2 separate regions of the Arachis hypogaea genome follow, and region 2 is linked to region 1. The links are chromatin contacts, called in public Hi-C maps. All regions are on one chromosome and are shown on one strand. Each heading gives the region's core, a stretch centred on a gene start, on an enhancer-like site or on the middle of the called end of the contact. The rest is flanking DNA. Distances are from core to core; before and after follow the strand shown.

Region 1 (5,998 bases), core at 1,279-3,778:
TAATATTGTCATTCTTACCCTAACAACCGATAATCAAATCGAATTGAAAAAAAAAAAAAAACTGATTTTTTTAATTCTGTTTGGTTTAGTAACAAACCCCTAATTAGTGCCATTTTTCATACATTAAGATATTAATTAATATATTTGCACATGAGTTATCCTTAAAGAAATTAATTTTGAATATATAATAAAATCAAAACATTTATTTTAAAATAAACGAAATGAAGAAAAACCCTTTGATAACTTGGTTCATTGTATAATTCTCAATTTGATATTATGGAGGGAGTTATTTATGTTTAACTAGAGAAATTAAGCTTATTTAAGCAAAAGATAATTAAGCCCCATTAGTTAAAGAAGATTTTACATAATGGTAACAGTTTTCGAAGATAAAAATATGAAAAACATAAGATAAATTTAATTAGTATCCATGTCCTATGTCCTATGTGCTATATATTGTGTGTAAGGGAGGCAAAAAATGGTCTTGTGATGATGCAATTATGGAATTGTTGTATATTTGTTGAAACCAACCAATTGGCAATAATGGAGATGCTCGAATTGTAGGACCCACTTTGGGTGGGTGTTTCTGCCTCATAGCATCTCTATCTCCCACAGCGAATTTGCATGTGGGTTGCAACTTGCTTTGACTGGTCTTCTTGTTTCTCCATTTTCACTTTCGGTTTCTTACCAAAATATAAAATGACCAGCAAGGCCCCTCCCTCATCCACTAACAATATTAAACATCATACCCACACTCTCAAGTCTCAACTCACAGATCCACCTACCATATGCTCTTATATACAGTAACTCTTTATTTTTTAGAAGAAAAAACCACTAAAAATCATAGTTTTATTTTGATTGTTATTGTTTAGTTCATGTTTTGGAAGGTAACACTTTGTTTGGAGGTTGGAAGAAAATAGAATAAAAAAAAATAAAATAAAAAAATAAAAAATTGAATTATTTGTGTGTAAAAAAAAATTATAATAATATAAAATTATATTAATATTTTTATTATAAAATAAAATATAAATATTTTTATTTATTTATGTTTATTATATTTTATGAATATTATAAAATATTATAATTTTATATATTTAATTTAAATTATTTATCTAATACATATAATGTTTAAATATAAATTTTATTATAATAATATATTAAAATTAAATTTATATTAATAATTATTAATAATAATATAACTAAAGATAGTATTAAAAATACAAAAAATATAATACTTTTTTTTTTGTGATGGAAAAAAAATTTTTTTAGTAAAACTTTCATAAATTTTTTTTTTATTTTTTTTGATAATTAAACAAAAAAATATTATTTTTTTTCATTCATTTTCTATCAAACTAAATATAGTGTAAGTAGAGCTAGTGAGGGAGGGGGTAGAGATGTAGGGGTCGGGGGTGGTGGGCCATGTTAGTCATGTGGGTGTGTGGACGCCGCATAATTGGACTGTGGTATGCCGTATAGGTACAGTCTAATCTACACCATCAAATATGAATGTATGTGTTAAGTGCTAACGAACAAACAAGTCATGTGCCTTTGATGAAGGAACGGTGCGTTAGGTCTTTCTATGATAGACATCTTCCCTCCCTCTTTATTTCAACGCCGTGCCCTTGTGCCTGCCTACTACCTTTACACATGACTACATTAGTTACATGAATATTATCACCACAAAATTATCCTAAGCTCAATTTAAGTTCATGCAAGTTTTTCTAATAATGGATGATACATGGACTTAGATTGCCTAAATGTTTGACTACTAGTTACAATTCATTATTATTCACTATATCTTGTCTGCATTCATGATGGATGATGGGCCACTCGGCAAAGTTCCACGAAATTGTTCTCGCGTTTCTCGTTTGTTTTATATATAAACTAATTAAATGATGATTAATTAACGTTAAATAATAAATAACTTAAATACTACCAAAAAACATTTAGCTAATTTATACTCTCAAAATATATTTTAAGAGTATAATAATAATTTTATTTTTTATATATTTAATATACTCAATATAAAATATATTTTTTCAATAATTTTTAATAAAATATTTTTTTAGAAAATAGAATTCTTAAAATGTGTTCTTAAAAAATAAGTCAACAAGATTCTAATAAAATTAAGTTTAATAAGTAAAAAATTTGTGTTGATGCTTAATTATATATTCAGTTTACATATATAATTATAGAAGGTTAGTTAATGCTTCATGGATCGCGTTCCTTAAATGTGTGTGTAAGATCCAATTCTTGTACAGAGAGATCACACTTTTTTAATACATTTATGAACGTGCACGGTTGAATCAATGAGTGTGAGTCTGTATTCTTTCTCTCTAGTGTATACTAAAATTACTTATTAATATAAAATATATATTAAAATATAAATACACATTAAAATAAATTAAATAATATATATAAATATATTAATAATTAATTTTATAAATAATTTTAATATATAAATAATATTTTTATTTTTTTAATCAATGAACCAATAAATTTACAATAGCGTCATTCGAATTCTTTACATTAGTATACATCATTTAATTTAATTATCTTAAGAAAATAATATTAAAATAGCATTTAGCTTTACGAATTTTGGTATGAGAAAAGCAACCGGTCCATTCCTCTCCATCTGCAATCCAACCCTACACATAAAAAAAAATAAAAATAAAATAAGAAATGGTTATGGAAGAGAAAAACCGAGGGAAGTGTGAAAAGGGAAGGAGAGAGAAAGAGAGGAAGGGTGGGAAGAATCTAAAAAGGAAGCAGCACTTCATTTTCTTCTCCTCCTTCTCTTCTCCTGCACCTGACACAAATAACTTAGATTTACAGAAAAATTAAAAAAAAAAATAAAGGATCCTCCTCTCCCTCTTGACACCCACACTCAGAGAAAGAGAAAGAGAAAGAGAAAGAAAAAGAGAGGGAGAGGGTTTTAAGTTTTAACTGTGCAAAGCTAACACAGAGAGCGCGGGTGGAAGCGCCGGAAAGATGACCGGCGGTGGATCGTCGGGGAGGCTGCCGACGTGGAAGGAGAGGGAGAACAACAAGCGGAGAGAGAGAAGGCGGAGAGCGATTGCAGCGAAGATCTACGCTGGTCTTCGAGCTCAGGGTAACTACAAGCTTCCCAAGCACTGTGATAACAACGAGGTCTTGAAAGCTCTCTGTGCCGAAGCTGGTTGGATTGTCGAAGAGGACGGAACTACCTACGGCAAGGTTTCTTCTTCTACTTCTCTCTCCCTCTCAGATCTACTTGCTCTTTCTTGCTTGCTTTGTTGATCCGCTTTCTAATCTTGCAAAAAGTTTGATTTGATCCTGGAGGCTTGCGATCTAACTAGCTTTTGTAGTGTTAATCTGAGATCAGGTGTCATTGTGATAGTTCTAGATGATTGATTATGTTCCGTTAGTTTCACCCTAGAAATCTTGATTGAGATCTGTGTTTTGATGACAGGGATGCAAGAGGCCGCAAGGTGAGATTGGAGGAACTCCAGCGAACATGAGTGGTTGTTCTTCACTGCAGCCAAGCCCACAGTCATCAGCATTCCCAAGCCCTGTTCCTTCCTACCATGCTAGCCCAACTTCCTCATCATTCCCCAGCCCCTCTCGCATTGATCCCAACCTTCAAAACCCCTCTTCATTCCTCCTACCATTCATTCATAACATCACCTCCATCCCCACAAACCTTCCTCCTCTTAGAATATCCAATAGTGCCCCTGTTACCCCTCCTCTTTCTTCCCCAACCTCCAGGGGTTCTAAAAGGAAGGCGGATTTCGAATCCCTCTCCAATGTCTCCTCTCTTAATTCGTTCCGCCATCCTCTCTTCGCGGTATCCGCCCCATCCAGCCCCTCCCGCCGCCACCAATTGGCTACTTCCACCATTCCTGAGTGTGATGAATCTGATGCTTCCACTGTGGACTCCGGTCGCTGGGTTAGTTTTCAGACAACGACTGCCTCGGCTGCTCCTCCGTCGCCTACCTTTAACCTTGTGAAACCAGCAATGCAGCAGATCACTCCCCAGGGTTCCATGGATATGAATGAAGGCATGCAATGGGGCCAGGCTGCAGAGAGAGGAAGACCATCGGATTTTGACTTTGAGAATGGTCGAGTGAAGCCATGGGAGGGTGAGAGGATACATGAGGTGGGAGTGGATGAGTTGGAACTTACTCTAGGCTGTGGAAAGGCCTGATGTTGAAAACAATGTTTAGGGCTACCTTCTTATGTCTATATCACGCCCAAAGGCCACAACACTGCTGCGAACCCGATCCCCAAGCCCAAGTCTGCAGCGTTTCCTTGGCGTCTGCATGGATTGCTTGGATGGAGCTGCCACTCTGCCATTGCCGGGGAAATCGGTTGCTATGTTGCATTTCTATATTTTTCTTATATGTACAGTCCCGTTTATATTTCGTTACATTACATGAAATTTGACTTCATTGTGATGCCTTGTTGATTGTTGAATAGTTGCATTTGAGGCAACCTTTAAAAAGTTTGGTAGTGTTTTGAGACTTAATCTTAACTTATTACTATAGACCAGGAGAAATTGAAGTTCACTGAAGAGATATTCTTAATGCTTTCATACTCTTTATTTCATTACATAGCTGAGCATTCCAATGTGTGTATTTGAAACTGATATGGAGAGATTGAGAAGCCCACTTTTGAAGCTTTATAGTTTTACTCCATTCGGCCTCAAAAGTTTAAACTACTGCATTTGCTGTTTCCAGTTTCCACACTGAATATGTATGCGGTTTTGCTCGATCAGCATTACTTATGAGAAGGTAATTAACATCACTTCCTAGTCACCAAAGGGAAAAAAATTACATCACTTCCATCCTAATAAACTTTCCGCCTTTGTTATGAGAGGGTAACTTGACGGTAGAGGATTATACATATGTATATATTTGGACATTAAGTTAGAGGATTGTATTGTGATAGAGAAAAACACAAAGCAATTATGTGGGGCCTAATATTATCTAGGTAGTGTGTATTAATTTAGTATTTCTGTCATTCTCTTCTGTCTATAATTCTATATCGTGTATCTTCATACTAGAAGGATGTTAGATAACCCGAGGAATGAGGATATTAATTCTCTTATGCATGGCTCGTAAGTGTATTTTTCTTGCGAGAAATTACGAGTCTAGCTGTAAAGTTTCATGATTCCTCATTGTTGAGATAATATGATAGCAACATAAACTCTGATGTGTTGATGATCACTGACGAAAAAACAAGGGCTTGAATCTCAGCACTCTAGACCCTGCAGAAACTAGACTTAGTTAGGGAATATCTGGTGAATCCGTCCACAGTTTGTTTTAATTTTTTTTTTTCAACTTTAATTTTGATCCTATACATGGCTTGCACTAAATTATGATTTGCTGAATTTGAGTGCAAATGTTTTATTATGATTTGGCTGTCCATTATCTACGTGTATAAGATATGAATAACCCGGTGCCTGATGCCTGACTGTTAAAGAGGAATATACAAGTTCAAAGGAGAACACATTATTTCTCCTGGTTCGTAATCTTGAAGGTCAAAATTCAGAACCCGCAAAACAAACTGTCATGTTATCGTGAATATATGTGTTCTTTGCTTTCTTGTTCTTTCTGGTTATTCTTCTTTGGTGTGTGTTCAACGCTCTCGTCTCATGCATGATTCTCTCTCATTGCCAAGCGATGCAAACAGTGATTTATTTCAACAGTGTGCCAGGTCACACCGAGAAGAAAAATCAAAATTCAAAGCTGGGACTTAATGTGAGGAGCCTATATTGGTTCTCCAGGATCTACGGGTTCCTCCAATGGCCCAACCATGATAATCCACCTCTCTCCAGGTTCCTCCAATGGCCCAACCATGATAATCCACCTCTCTCCGCCAAAGCCCAATTATATTTGCATCATTTTAATTAAAAACCCTCAATTGTTACCAAAAACCCAAAAGTACACCCAAGAAAGAAAAGACTATAAAACCGGCAAAACACTTTCAGAAATCATGTTTGGATATTTTACTTCAAAAC
Region 2 (6,613 bases), core at 2,427-4,926, 150 kb after region 1:
CTAAAATAAAAATTTATTTTAAAAAATTAGTTGATTTAAAATTTAAAATAAAAAATAATTTTAATAGTTAATATTAGTTGAAAAATACTGACTTTCTAATTAACTTCTTTAAAAATACAGTTATACTGTAACTCATCATTAATAATAAAGCACAATGCATGAATCATTTTTCTTTTTTTTCTTGGGAGGGGGTTTGTTTTGTCTAGGCAAGTTAACTAATGAAGCCCATTATTACAATAGGTAACAACTACAATGCAACATGGCAGTGCACTGTGTGGCTGTGGCATGCGGTGGTTAGGTTAGTGTGTGTGAGTGGTGTTTGGGCCTAAACTGGAGAATTGCATCTTGACAAACAATTGTTTATTTCCCCTCTTAATCTGGAAAAATATCCATTTAGACATCCAGTTAACAAAGTTGTTTCTGGAGAGACATCCATTGAAATATGGGCCTAAAATAGAGAATTGTGTCAGTAGACCGTTATTATTTTCAGATAAGACAATTCTGCTTAATGTCCAAAAAGATAAAAAGGGACAACTCTGCTTATGACTAGTCAAGACTCGAACTTTTCTCGCAACTACCTTAACACTCAAACTGATATTACGTCCTACGCTCGGACGCAAATAGAAAAAAAAATTGCAAAGTTTTTAAAAAAGAAGAAGCAGAAAAATATTTTATTAATAAAAAGATATTATTAAGAAAAGTATAAAGATGTTAATTAGAAAATTAGAAATTAGATATTACTTATGAAAAAGGTTCGCCAAAAAATAAAACTTACGTTAAAAAAAAACAGGCTATTAACAATATTTAGGTAAGTATTAGTATTTTATAAAATAAGTATACAGTATATATAATGATTAATTTATACAGATATATAAATGGAACAAATATTAAAAACAGTATTAATATAGAGTACATATTAAAAACGTATAAAATAATATATATAAAAATACGGATACCCTAAATATATATAAATATATAATAATTAATTTAATAAATAATTTTAAGTATAAAATAATATTTAATTTAATTGTTTTACAAATTTTTATAATTTTATCGAAATTTTAATTAAGTTTTTATATTTCTTTTTTGTTAGTCGGATCTCTATATCATTTAATTTTTTTCAATTTAATTCTTACCATTACAAAAATATTTAAAACAATAGAATTTTATGTTAAAAAAAATTTTAAAATTAAAGATACAAGATCTAATTAAAGACATTTCAATATTTTTTAAATTTAAAAAAATATAAAATAAATAATTTTTAATCAACTAATTTTAAATTATTATAATTAATAATTATTAATTTTATATTTTTAAAAATAAAAATTAAATAATTATTAATTAATAATAAATAATTAATATAAAATATAATTTAAAAATATTTGTTGATTAAATTTTTATTGGTTACTTGGCGAGATTAATTCCAAAAACATCTTTGTTTTTTCCTCACTCTCAGAAAGTCCAAACCCTTTTCGTTTTTTGTTGAGGTCTGCTGGGGTTTCAACTGACCTAGGCCTCCGTCGATCACCTCGCCACTCACCTCGTTGAAGCGCATTCTCTGCTGTCAAAGGCACTGTGTTGTCGGAGGTACCTAGTCGTTGCTGCTCGAAGGTACGTACTGTGCTATCTTCTCCTCATTGTTCTTGTAGTGATAGGATGAATATGTTACTAAAAATGACTCCAACAATGGGGGCTTTTTACCTGTAAAAAGGCATTTATTTGGTTTTTTTTTTTTTCTTTCTTTTTGGTGTAGTGATGGAGATTCTGATTTTACCATAGACCTATATCACGGTGGAAATTTTCATGATACAAGGCACGGTTTAGAATATTTTGGGGGGAGGGTGTTGGAAAACTTGCACTTTGAGCTTGATGAATGGAGTTTGTAAGAAATAGTTAGTGAATTAAAGAGGTTAGGGTACAAAGGTTATGCTAAGATTTGATACTGTGAACCAGGCTATCAACTGAGGATCTTAGAGAATTGATGATAAGTGATAGAGATGCCATGAGAATGGGTAGATTATTAGTGTCACAAACTGTTAAGCATTGTTCGATATATGTTGTTGATGGATGTAAAAAAAGTAATAGTGTTGAGATAACCTCAAATGATGAGGATTATGTGCCTATTGAAGCTAGTGGTCTGATAGAAGTAGAAGTTGAAGGTGAATCAGAATCATCTAGTGAGGAGGATAAATTTGATAATAGTGGATTTGCTGCTGCAAATGGAGACAATGGAGGTGGATCTACTGCTGTAAATGGAGATAATGCTGCTTTTATAAATTTACAGGTGCTGCTGATGTAAATGTGAACATATTTGATGAAAATAACCTTAGATTTGGGAGAGACAGGGATCAAGAAAGGGCTGCTGCTGGAGCCTTGTTAGCCGACACCAACCACTGCTGTTGCATCTTCACAGCCTCCCCTCACCACACCTGCTGCTGGAGCTTCTCAGCCACCTCCCATAGTTGCTGCTGCAGATTTTGCCTGGGCAAGTTAGTTAAAGACGCACACTATTACAATAGGCAACAACTACAATGCAACATGGCAGTGCACTAAGATTTTGCTCTTTCCAGCTGCTGAATGTCGAATCTTGATACGCATGCATTGGGCATGTTCTCCAAATTGCCGATATTCAATCTCTGATTCTCACTCCAACGGCATCACGCATGATATAGGCTCCCAAAATTAGAATTGGATGCCTGAAAATAGAGGCATGATCAGGCATGAGTCATTACTCATTACTAATGTGTTTAATATCAAACTTAGCTAAATTTGGGGCTAAATGGAGAATTTGCATTTTGATAAAAACGGTTTTTTTCTCCTTAATATAGACATCCAATTAACAAAGATGTTTCTGGAAAGAATCCACTGAAATTTGGGCCTAAAATGGAGAATTGTCACTGTATCGTTATTATTTTCGGATAACACATATCTGCTTATTACTAGTCAAGACTCGGAGCCTTTTTGCAACTATCTTAACACTAACTGATAACACGGGCTATACTCAGACCCAAATAGGGAAAACCAAAAACCGGAAAAAACACCTTGCAAAGTGTTCTTTTATTTTTGAAAGAAGAAGAAAAAGATTTTATTAAGAAAGGTATAAAGACGTTAATTAGAAAATTAGCAATCGATAATACTTATGAAAATGGTTCACCAAAAAATGAAACTTATATTAAATAAAAATTAGGCTATTAACAAATAGAAAATTTGTATAGAGGAGCCTAAGTAATTATGGATCTTTTTGTTGCTAAACTTAAGATAAACACACCTCCTTATTATTTTTACGACAATTAAACAAATTTATGTGCTAAGAATATTTCATGTAAACGATATCATGTTTACTATTAATATTTGTCTCATTTTTATTTTTTAAATTTTAAAGTATTTACATTGTTAACAATATTTAGGTAAGTACTAATATTTTTAAAAATATATATAAAATACAATACATTATACATATTAAAAATATGTAAAACAGTTTATATATATATATATATATATATATATATATATATATATATATATATATATATATTTAATAAATAATTTTTAGTATAAAATAATATTTTTGTTTAGTCAAACCAATTAAAGAGCACATTGAAACCTTTGCGGCATGTCAATGGGTGAATGGTCCATGCACTGTAGTCAATATGGCTACCACCTTATAATATGCATCTTCCTAAAATGACCTATATTGATTACATTTATAAAAGCTTTTTATTATCGTTATTATTATTTGACAGAATACCTCTTTCTCATCCACGTTCCATAAATATCTCTCTCTCTCTCTCTCTGAAGCTGCAGAGCCGCCATGGCCACAGCAAACAACGACAAGAAGCCACACGCCGCCATTCTGACCAGCCCAGGGATGGGCCACCTCATCCCGGAGGTGGAGCTTGGCAAGAGCCTCCTCACACAACACGCCTTCGACGTCACCATCTTCCTCATCACCACCGATCTCGCAACGGCTCGCTCCCAAATCCACCAACAAACCTCACATCTAGAAACTGCCCCAAACGTGGTGGAATTGCCGCAACCAGATGTTTCATCCAAACTGGGACCAGACCCTTCCCTATATGACAGAATCATCGTAACCATGACCGAGTCCTTACCATCTCTCCGCTCTTTCATCCTCTCCATGAAGCACCCTCCCTCTCTTCTTGTCGTTGACCTGTTCGGTACAGAAGCTATTCCCATGGCACGTGACCTCGGCATGCAACCCTTCGTCTTCTTAACCACCAGCGCCTGGTTCTCCGCTCTCACCATACACCTTTCAGCTATGGACCCCAACCAGGTGGAGAATACTCATGTCAAGAACCGCGGACCGCTTCCAATCCCTGGTTGCGAACCGATTCAATTCGAAGACACACTCGAAGCTCTCTTGGACCCCCTAGGGCCCATATATGAAGGATACTCCAAGGTTTCAAAGGTAATAAATGGCTCTGATGGGATCCTGATCAACACTTGGCAAGATCTGGAGCCCTCAGCAACGAAGGCGCTGGGGGACTCTGGAATCTTGCGAAGGTTCACCAATGGACCGGTTTATCCGGTTGGACCTCTAGTGAGGACGTTAGCGGACCGTGACACGGGTAGTGTACACGTGGACAACAAGGTTATGCAGTGGCTTGACCGGCAACCGACGGAATCGGTAATCTACGTGTCGTTCGGGAGCGGAGGGACCATGTCTGAGGCTCAGATTAGGGAGCTTGCGTGGGGATTGGAGCTCAGCATGCAGAGGTTTGTTTGGGTGGTGCGGCCACCCATTGAGGGCGATGCTTCCGGCGCATATTTCGACGTCGGAATTGGCGGGGACGGGTCGCCGGAGTACTTGCCGAAGGGGTTCGTGGAGAGGACGAAGGAATTGGGATTGGTGATTCCCATGTGGGCCCCGCAGGTGGAGATTCTGGGACATGCTGCGACGGGTGGTTTTGTGACGCACTGTGGTTGGAACTCTGTGCTTGAGGCAATCTTTGGTGGGGTGGCAATGGTGGCTTGGCCGCTCTACTCGGAGCAGAAGATGAACGCTGCCATGTTGTCGAAGGAGCTCGGGGTGGCGGTGAGGGCGAGGGGTGAGGCGGAGGGTGGTGGCGTGGTTGGGAGGGATGAGATAGCGAGGGTTGTGAGAAGGGTAATGGCGGAAGAAGAAGGTGGTGCAATGAGGGCAAAGGTGAACGAGCTGAAAGCGAGTGCAGAGAAAGCAGTGTGTGAGTTTGGAAGCTCTTATGAGTCGCTGCGTCAATTCAGAACTTACTCTCGCGCCGCTTCAGAGGCTAAAGCTCGTGGTGCATGATCTCAAGAGTGCAAAAATATTAAGGAAAAGTTTAGGAGCCAGCAATTTTATTGCATTTTGGCCAACATGTAACCAGCAGAAAAATGTGAGCTATTGGATGATATTTCACACCAATCTCACACCATCAAATCATCATTGATGGCTAGTTGATGGCTACCAATCACAAATGTTTTGGCCCCTAGTATTGCTCTATAATTTAAGGTATATTTTAATATATTTTATAAAAAAATTAATTATTTTTCGGCCATATTAATATATCGTAACTTGCCAGTTACGTGAAAGCAATAACAAACATGAGCGTTTAATTGGAATTAGTTCAATTAGATATTTTTTAAATGAGTTATGCTTCGTTTATATCAAAATCAATTATCAAAGTATAAATATATATTAAAAATAAATTAAACCACACATGTATTTATATATAAATACATTAGTGGTTAATTTTAGTGACTACTTTTAGTATACAAATAGCTTTTCTCTTTTTAAATATTTTTTATTTAATGTAAATAATATATATGTTAGATATTCAATTCAATAGGTATGCAGATAATTATGTTGATTCTTAATTGTCTTCTCGATTCAGTCATGCATAGGTAACAATAGCTGAATATTTAATTCATTAGGTTTACAGATAGTTATTCTAATGTTAGGGTTTAAGAGGTAATTTGGGGGATGGAGTATTTTTTTTTTTATTGAATCATTTGTAGAGCTCATTATTCACATTATTCACAAAAATTATTGTATACCTAGTAAAACCAACAAATAAAAAATAAATAATTTTTTGAATAATAGGTAAATAAAAATAAATATTTAAATTAATTAAAAATAATGAATTAAAAAAATGGATCAAATACTGAATTTTAAAGAATAAATAATATGAAAACTCGAGTGCAATCAACTTCACGTGAAGTTGATAGTTGGGAGCCCTTAAATAATTTGAATTATTTGACTAAATTTTTATCTAACGACTCTCAGTTATCAACTTCACATAAAGTAGACTGCATCTGAGTTTTCACCTTTTTTTAGATCTATTCAGATAAATACATCTAAAACGTCTGTTTTAAAAATATCTTTTAATAATTAAAATTTAATATATATAATCGACTAAATTGTGTTATTTTTGTGAAAATTAGGTCAGACAATTTAATTTAACCGAAAAATAGTGATTCAAATTTTGAACCTATCTAAATTAATATTATTTTTTATAAAAAAATTATTACAATATTCTTATTATAGAAAATGACTAAAATATTCCTAATATATATAATATTATAATAATTTTTTATAAAAAATAATATTAATTTAGACCAATTTAAAATTTAA

The links. Hi-C and Micro-C count contacts between places; a contact is called where the count stands out from the background.
Region 2: a Hi-C map of leaf shows a contact between it and region 1, with 5 times the contacts expected there. The contact joins the promoter of LOC112749019 here to the promoter of LOC112748974 in region 1. A contact is called at or near these places in 4 of 8 Hi-C or Micro-C datasets (all in leaf).

The regions. Positions count from the first base shown.
Region 1 is chr15:10,154,157-10,160,154 of arahy.Tifrunner.gnm2.J5K5, forward strand. It overlaps LOC112748974 (protein BZR1 homolog 1), which reads left to right and starts at 2,529. Exons shown (of 2, transcript XM_025797236.3): 1 at 2,529-3,213; 2 at 3,449-4,549. The coding sequence starts at 2,989. The coding sequence ends at 4,183.
Region 2 is chr15:10,305,793-10,312,405 of arahy.Tifrunner.gnm2.J5K5, forward strand. It overlaps LOC112749019 (UDP-glycosyltransferase 72E1), which reads left to right and starts at 3,677. Exons shown (of 1, transcript XM_025797278.3): 1 at 3,677-5,537. The coding sequence starts at 3,812. The coding sequence ends at 5,290. It overlaps LOC112749020 (a long non-coding RNA gene), which reads left to right and starts at 1,451. Exons shown (of 2, transcript XR_003175065.2): 1 at 1,451-1,611; 2 at 1,754-2,947.